Regions from separate parts of the Mus musculus genome. Here region 1 is linked to region 2. The links are chromatin contacts, called in public HiChIP or PLAC-seq maps. All regions are on one chromosome and are shown on one strand. The core of a region is the stretch at or near the end of the contact, and the rest is flanking DNA. Distances in the headings are between cores, read along the strand shown. Region 1 holds the start of Rnase2a (ribonuclease, RNase A family, 2A (liver, eosinophil-derived neurotoxin)). Region 2 holds the start of Pip4p1 (phosphatidylinositol-4,5-bisphosphate 4-phosphatase 1).

Region 1 (2,700 bases), core at 104-2,603, 330 kb before region 2:
ATGGAAGGAGTTACAGAGACAAAGTTTGGAGCTGAGATGAAAGGATGGACCACATAGAGACTGCCATATCCAGGGATCCACCCCATAATCAGCATCCAAACGCTGACACCATTGCATACCCTAGCAAGATTTTATCGAAAGGACCCAGATGTAGCTGTCTCTTTTGATACTATGCCGGAGCCTAGCAAACACAGAAGTGGATGCTCACAGTCAGCTAATGGATGGATCACAGGGCTCCCAATGGAGGAGCTAGAGAAAGTAGCCAAGGAGCTAAAGGGAACTGCAACCCTATAGGTGGAACAATAATATGTACTAAGCAGTACCCCGGAGCTCTTGTCTTTAGCTGCATATGTATCAAAAGATGGCCTAGTCAGCCATCACTGGAAAGAGAGGCCCATTGGACTTGCAAACTTTATATGCCCCAGTACAGGGGAACACCAGGGCCAAAAAGGGGGAGTGGGTGGGCAGGGGAGTGGGGGTGGGTGGATATGGGGGACTTTTGGTATAGCATTGGAAATGTAAATGAGCTAAATACCTAATAAAAAATGGAAAAAAAAAATAATACTAGTTCTGGAGGCAAATGTGGGTAGTTGGAAATGTAGAAATGAATCTTATACAGGAAACAATCAGAAAAATACTATGCAGTGTGGCCTCTGGGTGGCATACTAGGGTCCTCTCGAAGGGAAGGAATCTGGAAGAGGGGAAGCTCTCTTAAGCACTGACATCTCACCGATCCCTAAGACTTATTTTCACCTATGTGTCTCTGTGTGTCTGTGCACATGTGTGTGAACATGCCAACAGATGCTATTAGACGACGTCAGATGTCCTGAAATGCAGTTGCAGGCAGTTGTAAGCCACCCAGCATAGGTGCTGAAACCAACGTTGGGTCCTCTGGGAGAGCATCAAGTGCTCTTATCCACTTAGCCATCTCTGCACACTACAACATCATAAAATTTTAAAGATCAAGGATAGAAATGTCAATATCTCTTATGATCCTGGCTTGGTTAATAAATGTGTAGACAGGCTAGTAGAAAACTTGGTCTGTCCATTACCGAGAACAGTCATAAGTGTGCAGCCAATCAACAGGCAATACAGAGATTTCTATGTAGAGTTCAGATTCAGACTTCAAACTGCATTGCATAAAAGGACTTGGATTTGATTCCTCAAAATGGAAACAGTAGCACCATGGCTTGACCAAGTGAAGAAATAGAAGGCTGGTTGCATCAGCAGGCAATGTACCAATGTGTGGGTTCTGCATGTTGAAGACTCTGAGCCACCAGCTCCACCCACAGAGCCTGCTCTATATCTATGGGCCCAAGTGGAACTCACCCATTATCCCTGATTTCCAGGACAGCCAGCGCTCAGTTCCACGGGAGCCACAAAGCAGACTGGGTAAGACACTGACTGTCTAGGTCTGGGACAGGGTGGCAAATGATGGGACAGTGTCCAGAAAATGTGACACTGTGGACCCAAGTGACAACAGAGGGCCTTCAGGAAGAGATAGGGAAAACAGAGTTAGGGTGGGAATAGCCGCTTCTCTTCTGTTCTCACAGGAAACATGGGTCTGGAGCAACTTGAGTCTCGACTTTGTCTCCTGCTGCTGCTGGGACATGTCCTAATGCTTGCCTCATGCCAGCCATTGACCCCCTCCCGGTGGTTTGACATCCAGCATATCTATAACAGAGCCTATCCCCGATGTGATGATGCAATGCGGGCCGTTAACAGTTACACAGGAGTGTGTAAAGACATAAATACTTTTCTTCATACAACTTTTGCTAATGTTGTCCGTGTGTGTCATAATCCACGTAAGATCTGCAAAAATGGGATAAGTAGAAATTGTCATGATAGTTCAAATCGGGTACAAGTAACTATCTGTATACTCACAACTCCGGCCAGTCATTATTCCAACTGCAGATACCGAACAACAAGATCAATGAAGTACTACACAGTTGCCTGTGACCCCAGAACTCCTCAGGACAGTCCCATGTATCCAGTGGTTCCAGTTCACTTGGATGGGATATTTTAGCTCCAGTGCCAGCACTTTGTACCTTCATTCATCGGCTACTGCCAAGATCATAGTTGGGAAGAACCGAGTCCTCTGTTTGCACTGCATGTCAGCATCTGTCCTCATGAAACCTGTTGCTGACTCCCTTTAATTTAGCTGAACAAAAAGTTTCTAATCAATAAACACTTTTGCACACAAATCTAGATCTCTGGTATCTCTGTTTCTGACAGGGTCACAGAGAGAGGAAGCAGAAGAGACACACACACAGAAGTGTGTGTGTGTGTGTGTGTGTGTGTGTGTGTGTGTGTGTGTGTGTGTGTGTGTGTAGAGGCATGACCTCATACCAACTGAGGCATCTACGCAGTGCCTGGGAACAAATGAATCTGAGAAGAGATCAGCATCTTTCCAGAATGTTCCCACACAACATCTTCCCTGAAGTTTCTCTGTGGGAAAGAAGTGACTGGCAGAGGAAACCAGGGAACTGGGATCTCTCAGTGAGGCTATCCCTTGCCCTCTCCTTGTATAGCTGTCCTTAGAGGTCAATTGTGAGATCATTCAACACAAACCAGCAAGGACAGGTTCCAAGATAGGGGAACTTGAATCTATATAGAAAAGAGATGAATAATGAGAGGTCCTGCCCTGACTCCTGTGGACAGAGACAGAACTATAGTCAGGAATTAGTTTCAGACAGGGAG
Region 2 (2,700 bases), core at 11-2,510:
ACCCGGGAGGTTTGCGAAGAATCACCAAATTCCAAGCCAGGATCTTGTCTCAAAACTAAAGACTGTGGATGTAGCAGTGGTAGTACAGCACATTTTCAGAATTAAAAAAAAATTATTATTATTATCTTTTTTAGGCGCTGAAAGGGAACCTAGGGCTTCCAGCATGGTTACCATTAAGTTCACCAGATAGCATCACCATAACCATCCTACAGGAACAGTCTCTCATTTCCGTTTGTGAGTCAAATCGGACTCAAACTCATGATCCTCTTGCTTTAGCCAGCCTCAGACTCAGCATGCGCACTAGGCTTTTAGACAGTCTTCATATAGCTCAGGCTGGTCTCAAACTCTTAGCCAAACCCGAATGTCTGATCCTCCTGTCTCCATCTTCCATAGTCTGGGATTACAGCCCTACACTGTGACCTTCTGTTTTTTTAACTTTGGACGTTTTTATTTTATATATATGTGTGTGTGCCCACGCACTTAAGCCACGTGTATGTAGCTGCCGGGTGCACAATCTCCAGGAGGTAGAGTTACAGGTAGCATCGGCCCTAGGACTCAAACTAGGCTCCTTTGAAAGAGCAGAAAGTTCCCTTAACCGCTAACGCATCTTCCCAGTGCCCCGCCCTCTTGTATTCTGATCCTCCTTGTGTAGTTCAGTGTTTCTCTCCGCTACCCTGGAATTCCCTTTCCTAACTCATCTCCCCAAGTGTTGCATTTACAGGCATACGCAACCACATCACCACTACTCGGGGGCCTTGTGCCAAGTCAGACAAGCGTGCTAAGCCCTCAAGCTCCCGGTGGCTTTTCGATTCTTGTCCAGGTTTTAGGGCGGTTCCCGCGGCCCAGGATACCAGCCCTGCCAGCCAGAAGGCAGCCGCCCTCACGTTCTGGCGCTAAATTTGGGCCAATAGGGTTACGTCCCACGGGAGACTTGGGCCCAATGAGGAGCGACTCACGCGACAGGCTGCGCACGTGACGCGTGCGGGGCAGCCGCCCACCTGGGCCGGAGGTAGCGCGACCGCCCCACTTCCAATCGCTCGCACAACTTCGAGTCACGTGCAGTGTTTACGGACTCAGCAGCTACGGGAAGACCATGTGACAGTGACGTGACACGTCTCTCTCCAATGGAGAAGGGACGCTCCCTTACAAACCGGGAACTGTTTCAGGTCCACGAATGACAGCGCAGAGGGGCGGGGCCAGCCTGTCACGTGAGCGGGGCGGCACTGGCTGCGGGCGAACGCGGCGCGCAGGCGCCTTAGGGACCCGGTAGCGACGGCGGCGGCGGCGGTGGCAGCGGCGGCGGGAGCTGGTCGCTGACCGAGCGGGAGTCGCCATGGCGGCAGACGGAGAGCGCTCCCCGCTGCTCTCCGAGGCCGGCGATGGCGGCGCTGGTGGCAACGGCTTAGCGGGCCCGGGCGGGAGCGCGACCGGGCCCGGTGGAGGCCTGACGCCCTCCGCACCTCCGTACGGAGCCGGTAAACATGCCCCGCCCCAGGGTAAGCCGGAGGTCTGAGGTGCACGCAGGCCTAGGGGCGGATCGGGTCAGGGGGCGGAGCCTGCTTCCGCGCCAGGTGTGGCCCCGTGGCACCTGTCACGGGGCGAGGCATCCTCGGTCCGCAATCACTGCCTAAGCCTGGCCTGAAAGCGGGTTTTGAGGAAACTGATCTGAGCGCTTTTTTTGTGAGCAGCGGATCGAGCTTACTCAGAGGGTTCCCCACGTCCGTGGAGCATCCGTGGGAAGTGTTCGAATGATGATTTTGGGTTTATCTGCTTCCTCTTCGTAGCATTTCCCCCGTTCCCTGAGGGACATCCAGCCGTGTTGCCTGGAGAGGACCCACCCCCCTACTCACCCTTGACTAGCCCGGATAGTGGGAGTGCCCCCATGATTACCTGTCGCGTCTGTCAGTCTCCGATCAACGTGGAAGGCAAGATGCATCAGCATGTAGTCAAATGTGGTGTCTGCAACGAAGCCACTGTGAGTTATAACTATCTGCAGAATGGGCCTTGTTTCCTGGATCCTCTTTCTGGTTCAACACCCTGTTCATGAAACTTTCAGTTCCTGCATCTTGCAGCAGCCATTTCTTTAGAAGCCACTCACTAAAAATAACGTTCACCAAGCTCTCACTTTTTGATCTTTCCTGGACCTGAAGTGTAGTTCTCACTGGCAGTTGTTGCAGTTGCTTTTGATTTTTGTATTTTGGGGTTCTCTGCTTTTCTGAGACGATCTCACAATGACCCGGGTTCCCATCAGACTCTGCAATCTTCCTGCCCCAGTCTCACAGGCACACTCTACTCTGCTGGCAACATTTGTATATCTCAAATGTCTGATTCTCTTTCTCAGTAATGTCCTTGCAGAGGACTGGGATAATGGGCTTCTCTGCTGAAATGCCCATTGTTCCTTTATTCATTGTTCTCTAGCCCATCAAGAATGCACCTCCAGGAAAGAAGTATGTCCGATGCCCCTGTAATTGTCTCCTTATCTGCAAAGTGACTTCTCAGCGGATTGCCTGCCCTCGGCCCTACTGGTAAGAGACCTAAGAAGAGAAGGCCATATGTAAGGAAAGTTGTAAAGCAATAGGGAAACAAACAAACAAAAAAACAAACAAAAATCTAGAGCTGGGCAAGGTGGTGCATGCCTGTGTTCAATCCCAGCACCTGAGAAGTGGAGGCAGGAAGGCCTGTGTAGTAGCACCTTGAATG

The links. HiChIP or PLAC-seq counts read pairs in DNA pulled down with a chosen protein or histone mark.
Region 1: an H3K4me3 HiChIP or PLAC-seq map of bone marrow-derived macrophages shows a contact between it and region 2, with 2.5 times the contacts expected there. The contact joins the promoter of Rnase2a here to the promoter of Pip4p1 in region 2. A contact is called at or near these places in 4 of 115 datasets of contacts at active chromatin or transcription factors (bone marrow-derived dendritic cells, bone marrow-derived macrophages and extraembryonic endoderm stem cells).

The regions. Positions count from the first base shown.
Region 1 is chr14:51,254,765-51,257,464 of GRCm38.p6, reverse strand. It overlaps Rnase2a (ribonuclease, RNase A family, 2A (liver, eosinophil-derived neurotoxin)), which reads left to right and starts at 1,353. Exons shown (of 2, transcript NM_053113.2): 1 at 1,353-1,392; 2 at 1,554-2,204. The coding sequence starts at 1,559. The coding sequence ends at 2,026.
Region 2 is chr14:50,929,409-50,932,108 of GRCm38.p6, reverse strand. It overlaps Pip4p1 (phosphatidylinositol-4,5-bisphosphate 4-phosphatase 1), which reads left to right and starts at 1,260. Exons shown (of 7, transcript NM_001033271.5): 1 at 1,260-1,496; 2 at 1,785-1,975; 3 at 2,419-2,525. The coding sequence starts at 1,334.